Linked DNA regions of Zea mays: all the other regions are linked to region 2. The links are chromatin contacts, called in public Hi-C maps. All regions are on one chromosome and are shown on one strand. The core of a region is the stretch at or near the end of the contact, and the rest is flanking DNA. Distances in the headings are between cores, read along the strand shown.

Region 1 (4,224 bases), core at 733-3,232, 500 kb after region 2:
TTTTGTGTGCTTCGTGGTGTTTACTAGTCATCACCGAGAACATCTAGCCTCATAAGAACTATCATTATGACTAGCAACACCAACATAAAAATTCATAGCACTTGCAAAATAATTATTAGAATTATAAGATATATTTACAAGTTGTACTTATACCTCGGGCTAATTATAGTAGTATTATGGTGCAACACCTTGGTACTCCATGAACATGATCGTCTTGCTAAAATTTTGAGTGATAGGAGAAACGCGTTACAAAACCACAAACAAGATCATAAGTTGTCAAAACCAGATGCGATCAAACTTTTGGGCTAGATGTGATGGTAATGGCAACCACATGAAGATAAATCAAAGAGATTCAGCTATAAAGTAGAGCTAAAACGGTCTTCCCAAACAAAGTAGCCAAAAAGTGTGTTCACGCAAAGATCGATCATACACTAACTCTGACTAAATTGCCCGAGCTACCATAGATCAAAGAACACATGAGGTAACCAACATAATTTTACGGCGAAGAGCGGCGAGGTTCACAAGCAAATCAGCAAAAGATAGTTATCACATTTATGTGGCCAAGAACAACTAGTTCTCGAGCAAACTAGCAGAGGAACCGTCGAAGCTCTCATACGAAAGGGACCTTGTCAAGGCAAGGACATCGATGGATAGCTATAGGTCCATCAACAAGACTAGGGCGTCGAATCAAACGATAAACAACATGAGGTTGAAATAGATTAGAGCAAAATGAGGAATATATGTAAAAAGAGCGATTGGATGCTAGCTTACTCAATCGGATATGATCATCCAATATATATACATACATAGAGATAGAAAGAGGGAGTAATCTTATCTATTAGAAAACCTTTCCAAGACGTATTTTTCAAGTTTTTCCATGAGTTTAAAACAGTTCATATCGGAATCCAAAAGGTCAGATCCAAACATGGTCTTTTTTTATATTTGTCGAAAGTTCGGACGTCCATCGCAACTTTTGAACTCCGTTAGGACTTCGGGCATGGGAATGATCCTAGACATTGAAATAGGTTTTTGAAAAAAAATGGATATGGGTCAGAATTTTTTATGTTGGAGTATCTTTTCGAGAGCGTAACTCATTTATTTAGACTCTAAATCGTATATATATTTCGACCATCTCAACAAGCGACTCTGAATGGTGAGACTCAGTTCATATTTTAATAATAACCTCACAAAATGTTTTTTTTTACAAAATGACCAATTTTGTCACCGTATATTGCTGTCTGGGCAAATGCACGATGCTTATCTGTTTCCTTGTGGGGGTAGAGGCAGATGACAAGGCGATGAGCATTTATCCGGTCCGGCATCACAGAATGGACCACGGAGATTGCAAGATGCAATAACTGAAAGTGGACCATGAATCTGCGTCTCATTGACGGATACTCCGATAGCGACCGATTCTGATTATTGGAAAGTAAATTCAGAACGGTAGGTCCTGATGACTCGATGTGGATGGGCTTGTTGTATCATTATTGAACTCCAGAAGAAGTTTTACTTCCCCGTGAAGCAAAGCTGATCGATGTAAATTACTCCGGCAGCAGTAGTAGTCCTCTTGTCTTTGGCTGCCCGTCTGTCTTGGTTGACTCTCAGTTTCACGATTTCATCCTAGACGTGCACAATAAATAAACTTGCATAAACAATTCAAAGTGCCCTGTGAATGACTCGGTTAATTTTCCTTGGGCAGTTGAGCACTTGAGCATGAGCTGAAGGGCACAAGAACGTTGACAAGCTCGAATCTCGAAGCTGTAGATTCAAGAAAACCGAACCCAACCAACCGCCAGCCTTGACCCACGCGACGCGATCCCCGAGCTCACGCCGTGGCAGCGCATGCATGCACGAGGGTCCAAGTCATCGCCGGCGCCCTGGCCCACCCATCGCCCATCCAACGGCCGCCCGCGTCGCGACGGACACTGTCAGCTTCCGATCCGCGTGTGGTGTGGTTCTGGTCGTTCGGGTGACTTGTTTGGCAGGGCTCTACTTGGACGGGGTGAGGAGAGGCGAGGAGAGCAGAGCAGGCAGCCGACGACTTCCCCACGCGGAGGCGTTGCTTCCCGGTCGTCCAACGCCTGGCATCCCTTCCTTCTCCTCACCCAGCAGCAGCCGGTCGGCCTCGGCTAGATCTCGCCGGCCGCCTCCAATTGGTTGTCCACTGTGGCCGGGCCGAGGGGTACTTATCTATAGGCCCGCAGATCTGCGCCTGCGCCCGTGGGAATCTCCGCACCTCGCTATCCGTCTCTTGGATAGATCGATCTTCCGTCGCTGGTTCCCCTTCGCCCCACACGAGTACTTCCAAGGAACTGGAACTTCCAGCCGGCACGGGGATTCGAGCTTCTGCTCTATCAGCAACTCCACTGGGCGCTGAGGGTCTGTAGCAGAGCGGTGCGATCGGGGCAGAAGGGAGCCATGATGAGGGGGCAGGCGTGGCTGGCGCTGCTGGTCGTGGTGGCGCTGGCCTTGGCGGACGCGGCGGCGGGGAGGTTCGTGGTGGAGAAGAACAGCCTCGAGGTGACCTCCCCCGACGAGCTCAAGGGCAAGTACGAGTGCGCCATCGGCAACTTCGGGGTGCCGCAGTACGGGGGCACCCTGCACGGATGGGTCGAGTACCCCAAGTCCAACCGGAAGGCGTGCCAGAGCTTCGACCAGTTCGACATCTCGTTCAAGCCCAAGCAGGCTGGGGGACGACCCATCTTCGTCCTCGTCGACCGCGGAGGTGACCTTGGCTCTGTCTGTCCTGCCCCTTTTTTTTTTCTGGTCCGGGCTGTTGTTGCTCCATTCAAAGTTGCGCGCGATAGTTATTTTTGGAAACCTATTTTTCTGTTGTCCACATGTTCTTTGGAAATTGGTTGCTCAAATTAGTGAACCGCATTAGGGAGGGTGGTCTTTTATCGTGTTTCGTTCAATCTAGCTCTACTTCCTATTATTAATTACTGTTCAGTTACGAACTGCTAGCCTCCTGGCTCCTACATTCCTAAAAGGAAGAGTAAAGATTATTAATAATAGATCTTTGTAGACAATTTCTCAGCCCAACTTATATAGTAGGCAGATTAATAGATGTCCACTCATCTCTGACAAAGTTCTTGGTTCTTGTGCTTAAACCAATGGGAAGCTTATAGCCCGTTTCCGCTCTCTCTCATCTCCTCTCCCCTTCACGCATCCACCTAAACATACTCTTGATTATACTTGCCCCTACTATGAGGTGTGTTCTTTGAATTTTCTATTTCGGGCTTCCATTCCCTTGAAATTGAATGCAGCCTACCCTTTTTTCTAAGAAAATGCTTCCATTCCCTTGAAACAGCTGTTGTTGTGATCATGCAGTTATATCTCTGGTCGAGGATTATTTTTGTATTTGTCAAGCAGTTTATTAAAATAAAACTATAGTGGAATACAGAGCTGAGATGATGTAAACTTCATAAGTTCTTAAAACGAGTTAAGAATATTTTGCAGTTCAATTTGAATGAGATGATACTACAAATATTTGACTTAATTAGCTATGACTATATTTATGGTATATTTCGTTAGTGAAAATTTTGAAGTGATGCTTATTGTGCACGATCACCAATTGTCAGTACAATACCTAAATTCTACCTGTTTATCCACATACGGTGATCAGTTGAAATTATTTGAACATTGGTTTTGCTTAGCTTCCTATGGCGTCAGATCTAGAAATATGCTCGCATATCACAATTTATGGGAAAATATCCTATGCAATCACTTATCCTGGTGCAAGTATGCAATCAAGCGATCTGGTGCATCCGATCTAGATCTAATGATGACTGTTATTTTATATTTAACCCCTTCCACCTAAAACATAGTACCTATTTTACTTTTAACCCCTTCCATATGAAACCGTTGGATCTGGATTGGATGCTCTAGATAGTTTGATTGCACGCTTGCACCAAAATGAGTGATTGCACACGATATGTCCTCCAATTTATATACGACACATCCTCAAACTAGCATGGTGCAGAACCTGAACCTCAAATAGTGAAATAAGGTTCATATTGTACTAACTTCAGAAAAATAAAGTGTTCACATGTTTCATATTTAAAGTTGGAATAGGAATCCACAAGTACTCCATGTGATAGTATAGCCTTTCTGTTTGACTTTCACAAGTTATTCATCTTTTTTTTTTGGAGCACTTCACATGGCAAATAAGGCATAACTGATTCATGAAAACTGTTACATTTCTCTATTGATGATATTTCTGTT
Region 2 (4,085 bases), core at 150-2,649:
CATCGTCTGCTCAAAGCGAAGGCGATCAGTCGAGTCGAGCAGATGCAATTGTCGCCGATTAAATGCGCGTGGATGGATACACGACAGCGGCGGTGCTGGTGCCCAGCCAAGTTGCGCAGCCGCGACAGGCCACGGGATCGCGCACGCGGGGGCCCCGCACCGCACGTGGGAAGGCGTGAGGCCTCCCTCCCTGTGACATGGACGAGGACGAGAACGATCAGCTGCACTGGTAAACTGGAAGCGGCAGCTGCTGCACTGGTATATCGACGTATCGTCGCTTCTCCAGATCCGGTAACGACGACACGTACTACAGCGTAGAGCAAGTCTAGTCTAGGCCATCATTGCCTCGTGAAGTCGCCCCTATGTTATGCGTTTGACTAAAGCAAGACCTACTGCTGCTTGGCAGACTTGAAATGAGCAAGGAGGAGGAGAGAACTTCTAGAGGGGAGTACTGGCATCTCCATTCTCCAATCAGTATTCAACTGGCTGTAAAACTGCACGGCACGGGACCACCAACCACCCTCGCCACTCGCCGGCGCTCAGGCTATCCGCAGCCGTTACCCCTAAATTTTTTTCCCCTATATCACTTTTTCCCCCTATTTTCTCCCTTATTTTTTCATCTCCCGCAGCGGTTCCCCCTAAATACTCCCCCTATACCCCACTACCACTATAAAATATCATTTTTTATACCAACTATCAATTTTTTATCTACTAACAATTACTCGTGGACCCACAGCACAGTGTTTAGGGTGGTGAACAGTGACACGCTAAATCTGGGGGGAGAGAGAAGGGGACCGACACGTAGGGGGCGCTGTAGGGGGCACCGCTGCGGCTATAGTGTGCCCCCTACGCGCCGCATGCAAGGGGAGGGGGCTGCGTAGGGGGTTGCGCTGCGGTTAGTCTCAGCAGCAACCGGAGACCACGGGTGCAGTCAGAGCGCCGGGCGGATGGATGAGACGGGGTGGCGCCCGCACGACGCGGCTCGGTCTCGTGCAGTGCAAGAACAGAGAAGTCGTCACTCGTCAGGTCAACACAGCCCCGGCCAGCCAGTCAGTCAGCCCATGCATGCTTTCCCCTGTTGTTTTACCACGCATACGTTTGACCACGGACCCGGACGCCGGCACCCTCGCGCTCTCCCTCTCCATCGTCCGTCCCCATCCCCACTCCGCAGCTCCCGTTCACACCGCTGATAGAGCGTTGCAGAGCTTGCTTGCTTGTACTAGTCAACCTCGCCGCGGGAACGGAGACTTGGTGGTGTGTGTGTTTTTTTATACCATATGGCAGTGGCCGCCCGGTCGTTTCTGCTGCCCCTTGCGAAGCGAGCGCGCCATAACTTCCAAGAACTGGGGTTCGAGTGGGGCGGAGGTTGCAACAAGAGGAAGGAGACGACGACGACGCGGCCGCCTCGGCTCGGAGGAGAAGGAGACACGATCACACGAGGCGTAGGCGACGAGGAGGAAGCGTCCACCAGGGGACGACGGGACCCTGTGCGAAAGGTGACTTCTTGGCTGCCTTCTCCCTCTCCCTCCCTCTACCTGCCTTTTTCGACCGGGGTTCTTCTCACGTCACGGGTAGCTTGATTCAGTTGCTGAATCGAGCTTCGACATGGGAGTTTGCGCCGCAAGCGTTAGTTCTATAGTTGTTCTCTGAAAGTGGTGGTCTTTTTGCTGTATCTGTGAGACGGTACCAAAATCAAAACTGCTTTTGGTTGAAGCAGAACGGTCTGTGGGAGGCTGAGTTCTGCGGGGGGGAAAGCTGAAGATAAATTGGTGGCCTCATGATTCACGAACAAGCCATAGGCGTTAGGGTAATCAGTAGCCTTTGACGACTGGATTGAGAGATTTTCTTATCCTTCTTGGCCAGCACCCAGCAGTTAGTCTTAATTGCTTTGTCAACGAAGATCAAATTCCCATGCTTAAGTCCAACCCAGACCGCTAGCCTGCTCTGTTGGTGAGATTCTGACCGCCGTTTCCTCTTGCATATATTTGCAGTTTTACAGGCTGACAGCTGCGGCCGTCTTCTGCTATTGCTGTCTGAAGCTCTGAACTTTGAAAGACAACTCTTCTCAGCCTCAGCGGCTTGGTGCTGAACTGCTGACTGCAGGTAACCGCGGCCCCGCCTGGGATTTCTGAGCTGTGGGTGATGTTCTGGTACTCTCTTGGTTGATGGCGAACGCGGAAGGTTTTCGGCTCGTGAGATGCCCAAACTGTCTCAACGTTCTCCCAGAACCGCACAACGTTACAGTCTACAGGTGCGGCGGATGCGGCACCACCCTTCGAGGTAACTTCGTTCGGTTGTTCGCTGAGAAAGAAAGTCTACCGTTCGTTTGCTCGTAGTTTCTGAAGTGTCCCTCCGTACGCTTTTGCAGCTAAAATCTGTGCCAGCGGTGGCCGACATGCGTCTGCAAAACAAGCTCGCCAGGACTCCGACAGTTATTCGGTCGCTACAGCCGTGAGCAATGGCAATGGGGCGCCTCCCCAAATCAAAGACCAAGGCTCAGAGAGCTCCTTCGGTGCTGATGCTCCAAGCACCGAGCATGGCAGCAACGGGGCAGGGAGCGGCGAAAATGGTGGTGGCATACTGGCTGTGCAGAACGCTGTGGTGGTGGCTCACGACGCTGAGAACAAGGAAAACCACACCGTGGAACAGCCTACGGAGAATTCAGAGACTTGCCGAGCAGTAAGTGGACATGATGATGATACAGAACGCCGCTTGAACGCCTCTGAGATCAAAACGGTTCCTTCTGAGATGAGCAAGGCAGCCGTCAGTGCGCAAGATCCCGAGCAGAAGGAAGAAGGCGGAGGCGAACATGCAGCAAACAAGAAGGGGTATCTTGTGAGGGTACTGTCTCGGTCCTGTGATCTTCGATCGTCACGAGACTCGACTGATTTCCAATCTGCACGGACTTCTCTCCAGTCGAAAAGCTTCAGTGCCAGCGAGCCCCTCCAGTCGAAGATCATGAACACAGTGGACGAGCTGAAGGGCGACCTTTCTGAGCTGTTCAGTAATAAACCTGCAGACGACTGCAAGCCGAAGGCGCACCAACCTCCACGACCTTCCAATTCCAAGCAAGATGGCCGCACGACTCGTGCAGCCATCGCGTCCAGTGCACCTCTCGCGGCATACCATCCTGCCGCCAAGCATTCTGGCTACGTGTCTCGCCCGAGCAAGTCTGGCCAGGTTGCTGCTGCTTCTCGTGGACTGCCGTCGCTGCGGTATCGCCGGCACTGGGTTTATCCGTTCCACTTCCACCACAACGTGCAGACGGAAACGAGACCTTGCCGTCATGGGTGCTGCCACCATAGTTGCCAGCAGCCACCCTGTTACAGATACAGACCCTGCAAGCAAGAACCTGCAGCGACGCGCAGGCCACCGGTCATGGTGAGCAATAAGCGCCCTCCTCCTCCCAGAAACTACTGCCTGCCAGTCCTACGTGGCGCCCCGTTCGTGATCTGCTCCAGCTGCGTCAGCCTGGTCCAGCTGCCCGCGGAGTTCGCCGTCCCGAGCAGGGGAACGCGCCGGCTGCGGTGCGGCTCCTGCTCCGAAGTCCTCTCCTACTCCTACAGGGACCCCGGCGCCAGGAAGAGGCTGCAGTCACCGTTCGGGGGCGACGAGTACAGCACTGACGAGTACGAGCAGGCTTCCGGCGGCCACAACGCCGCCGCCGCCGGCGGCTTCTTCGGGGAGGCGGACCCGGTGTCCTACTCCGAGGAGTACGGGCTCTCGTTCGGCATCGGCCACTCGACCAGCACCGAGGACGGGCAGCAGCCGCTGTACGTGTCGAGGAACTCGTCCTTCAACACCGTCGACGAAAGGACGGGTACTAGAGACGGCAAGCTTCACCGGCTGATGGGGTACTCGTCGGCGAGCGAGGTGCTGCAGCACTCGCCCGACCTGTTCGAAAGCTTCGGCAGGCGCGCGGCCGACGCAGGAAGAGCGCACGTCGGCGGGAAGGGCAAAGGCGTTTGCGTGGCAGAGAACGACGCGTGCGAGCGAGACGGTGGTGCGGTGGAGAGATCGAAGGTGAGGAGTGGTGGTTGGCCGGTCCATGGGATCCTGAAGAAGGGGATCCACGGCCTGGAATC
Region 3 (4,132 bases), core at 964-3,463, 340 kb after region 2:
ATCTAATTTTATTAAGACTATAACTACATTTCTTGCTAGAAATAGTTTGAAATTTCTAAATAAAATAAACCCAACTAGAAAAAAAATCGTTCAGTTTGAACTCAAATAATTGCATTCTTTCATCCTTCATCATAGACCCGTAGTGCCACCATCTGTTTTAATTTCAGTCGTTCACAGGAAACCTAAAGTTCTACAAACGAAAGTAGTATTACATATAGTGAACTAGTACCATGTTAGATACATACCCATAAAAATAAAATTTAATATTAAAATAAATATAGTCTATATATCAGATATTAAAATGATAAGAACAAATATTATACTTTTATTTAAATGGTGTTTGATTTATAGGGACTTTAATCACTCCATTTATTCCATTTTAGTTTTCATATTTAACAATTTATAGACTAAAATAGAATAAAATGGTGGGACTAAAAATTAGTCAAAGGGCTGAGAAAATCCTTTTTTATAGGTTGGTCGGTCGCTCGTTCTTTTTCAACTAGCGAGATAATACTATGTGAGTGTTGCGCTACGTGTGACTTAAAAAGGATTTTCTCAGCCCTTTGACTAATTTTTAGTCCCACCATTTTATTCTATTTTAGTCTATAAATTGTTAAATATGAAAACTAAAATGGAATAAATGGAGTGATTAAAGTCCCTATAAATCAAACACCATTTAAATAAAAGTATAATATTTGTTCTTATCATTTTAATATCTGATATATAGACTATATTTATTTTAATATTAAATTTTATTTTTATGGGTATGTATCTAACATGGTCTCGTGTGGTTTTTCACGATCCATCTATGATCTACGGTATAACGGTCCATTGGTAGATGAGAAGTGGGGAAATAAAACAAATCTACGTGATTCGCACGTGATGCACGACACACGAAACTTGTGCCTTAAAGGAGTATAAACTATAGACTTCGTAAGGGCGTGTACAACCCCATTCAATCATTAGGTGGTCTCTTGAGGGGTATTTAGAGGGTTAATTGAAAAAAAAACACAGAGACAAACTCTTTATATGATTCTTCGTACATATTGTCTATTAACTTTATTTATAATTTCGGGGCTCAGGATTGTGTGCCTGTTTGTTTCGGCTTTTCACAGCTTCTGGCCACCAAAAGCTGCTACGGACTGCCAAACACTCAGCTTTTCAGCCAACTTCTATAAAATTCGTTTGGATAAAAAATATTCAAAATCAACATAAACATATAATCGGTTGAGTCGTCGCAATAGTAGTAATCCATCACTTTATAAATCCTGAGCCCCATGGACAACTTTATCTTCCTCCGCACGTAATCCTAATGATACTTAAATTCTCTACACAGCCAGATTCTCCCCATAGCTAGATTCTCGAAAAAGCTGGTCAGAAAAAAGCTGAACCAAATAGACCCTGTATCATGCAGTTTTTTGTTGTCTCTTGTATTTAGAAAATTGTCCACTGCCTCATAGTTGTGCATGCCCTAAAGATTAACCTAAGTATAAAGTTAGATGAATTATGAAGCACAAGTTGTAACTTTAATCATCATTAGCTGTATAGTATACTGGATTGGGGATGACAATTGGGAATTTCCCGTCAGAGAATAGCCCCCATCTCCATCCCCGCAATAAATTTTTTTTCTGCCGGAATCCTCACAAACGTTTACGGTGACATTTCTTCTCCATTCCTATTCCCGGCGGGATAAATCCCCAAAGGGGATCCCGTCCCCGCTTAAATTATAATTAAGACATATATCATTTGTTTTTAATGCAAAACATAGTAACTTATACAAATTGTCATATATAAGAAATCATTTTGTGTACATCAAAATAAACACATTTGTACGATGAATGATCTTATGACAAAATAATTATTTATTTTTATTATTAACTATTACACGAAAACATCATCACGTACAAATTTAATAGGTCACTGTGGGAAACGGAGACGAGGAATGCTTCTCGTTCCTGTTTACCTATTAGGGGAACTGAGGAAGAGTTTTTCCGATTTACATTCTCGTGGGATAAAAAATTTACCTATTCCTGTCTTCTAATAGAGGAATTTCCTGCATCTCTATAATCGATGATGTTGACTGTTCCTAATCCTAAGTAGAGGTATTGTCCTTTTTTAAAGGATGTACACGTCGTACTACGTAGAATTTCTCTGGTCCAGTGAACTCGCTATCGTTAACGGACAACGCAAGCGATGTTGATGCCTGGTCACACTACATCAACCTTAACCATCCTGCACCGGCTGGCAGCAAGACGAGCCCCCTCTCCTTCCGGTTCCACTTCCATCCATCCGCTGCCGCCGACTAGCAGACGGCTACGGCGGCGCCCGCACGCACCCTCGCGACGATGCGGCGAGCCACACTCTCGCTCGCGCTCGGGCTCTCCCTCATCGCCCTCCTCGCTGCCCGGGGCGCCGACGCCTCAATCCACGAGTACGCCGGCGGCGGCTTCGCGCCGCGGGCCAACTCCTTCTTCTTCCACGGCGGGAGCGAGGGTCTCTACGCATCCGACCTCTTATCCAACTCCTCATCCTTCATCAGGTAGGCGCTCGCCACCGCATCCGCCCGGTCCTCACTTCCTCGGCTCGCCTCGCCCGTAGGGTCTTGCGGACCTCGTACGTATCGAGAGGGTGCTGGTGTGCAGGATCATATGAGAGTGTTGAATGCGGCGCATTTCGTTGATCAACGAGCTAGTTCCGGGGCAATGGTGTGTACGACAAGAGGATTTGGTTGGGACGGCAGGAACTTCTGAACAAGTTGCGTCTTGGGTGTTTGCCCCGATTTTTAGGGCCCTTGCTGTTTCTTTTGATATTATGCGTTGGATCAAGTGGAAATTCTTGTAATTTTGTGCTCGGGTAGACTGATCTATTGACTTAGTTGGAACAGCTGATAAAAGGCAGTTATTGTTTTATGTGAGTCGTGATCAAGTGTATGTCGCAGTCAGTTTTATTGCGTTGGTTCAGCTCTAGTTTTGTTTGCCCAGCAGCATGTGATGAGGCTGGGATTTTACAGTAGGTCCTAAAAGTTGATTATGTCCTTTTAGTCGGTTGTGATCCACTATGTTGCAGGCAGCTTGAAGCCTTGACTACCTACCTTTTTTTGCTGTTAGTTCTTAATTTGCATCCTGAGTGTTTGCCATTCCTAGGTTTCTTGCTGCTGCTTTTTTTGGATATTATATATGTGAGAAATGAAGCCATTTGTTTTACAATTTGGTTTCATGTAGGATGATCTGTTGATTGGTTTGGATACAGCTGCTAAAAGAAAGTTACTGTTCTATCTGAATCAGTGCGTTTGACCACCTTGCATAGTTCAGTTTCTTTGTTTTGGCTGCCGTGTTATGACTTATGGGGTTGGAATCAGGGAGCATTACTGCATCTTTGCACTGCACCAAGCTCCAATAAGGGGATACAAACAATCACTGTTTGGATGGTGTGTATCCTTTGTTTATCAAATTTTAGTATGATTGTCATGCTCTGATGACATGAACATGTGAAAGACAGTAAAGTTGGCTTAGGTTCTGTATGGCACATGCCATGTCACTGTTATTACTGTGCAGAGCAGTGTAGTGGTGGACATTAGGTCAACTGTTTTGGAGCATCCATGTCATTAGGCATTTTGTTCACAAACAATTTCATGGTAAACTGCATGGGTTAACAGCAAAGTATCATGTCAATAAAAATTACATGGTCAGATGTCTTTTAAATCTTTACTTTTCTGTGATCTAATGGACTAATCTTTCAGGTTTGACTCCATTGTATTTCGTCGCACCCTGGAGTCAGCGTCTAGGCATGAGGAGATGCAGCAAAAGACAGGATTGGTGGAGGCTATAATTGTTGAGATACAGGACAGGGACAAAATTGGAGGTTCATATCTACACTCTGATGCAATATGCTGCACGCCTGAGCTTGATAAAGAGAAATCTTGTAGAGTAGGAGAGGTGATCATACGTCCAAATCCTGAGAACCCTGACTGGCCTAAGAGGATCCAGACATTCTTTGATGGTAAAAATGAAGAAACCACTATGGTAACTCAAATTGTATCAATAAACAAAACAGGGATGTATTACCTCTATTTTATGTTCTGTGATCCTCAACTTAAGGGATTGAAGGTTACAGGAAGAACTGTTTGGAGAAA

Evidence for each region. A called contact is a pair of places that touch in the nucleus more often than the background predicts.
Region 1: a Hi-C map of tassel shows a contact between it and region 2, with 1.7 times the contacts expected there. The contact joins the promoter of LOC542350 here to the promoter of LOC100275583 in region 2. A contact is called at or near these places in 2 of 25 Hi-C or Micro-C datasets (bundle sheath and tassel).
Region 3: a contact with region 2 is called in a Hi-C map of ear, with 2.2 times the contacts expected there. The contact joins the promoter of LOC100273998 here to the promoter of LOC100275583 in region 2. A contact is called at or near these places in 2 of 25 Hi-C or Micro-C datasets (ear and leaf).

What each region holds. Positions count from the first base shown.
Region 1 is chr9:137,002,650-137,006,873 of Zm-B73-REFERENCE-NAM-5.0, reverse strand. It overlaps LOC542350 (vacuolar sorting receptor homolog 1), which reads left to right and starts at 1,982. Exons shown (of 12, transcript NM_001305862.1): 1 at 1,982-2,725. The coding sequence starts at 2,419.
Region 2 is chr9:137,502,418-137,506,502 of Zm-B73-REFERENCE-NAM-5.0, reverse strand. LOC100275583 reads left to right here and starts at 1,399. Exons shown (of 3, transcript NM_001149634.2): 1 at 1,399-1,496; 2 at 1,992-2,280; 3 at 2,369-4,085. The coding sequence starts at 2,166.
Region 3 is chr9:137,167,750-137,171,881 of Zm-B73-REFERENCE-NAM-5.0, reverse strand. It overlaps LOC100273998, which reads left to right and starts at 2,213. Exons shown (of 6, transcript NM_001365807.1): 1 at 2,213-2,539; 2 at 3,740-4,132. The coding sequence starts at 2,346.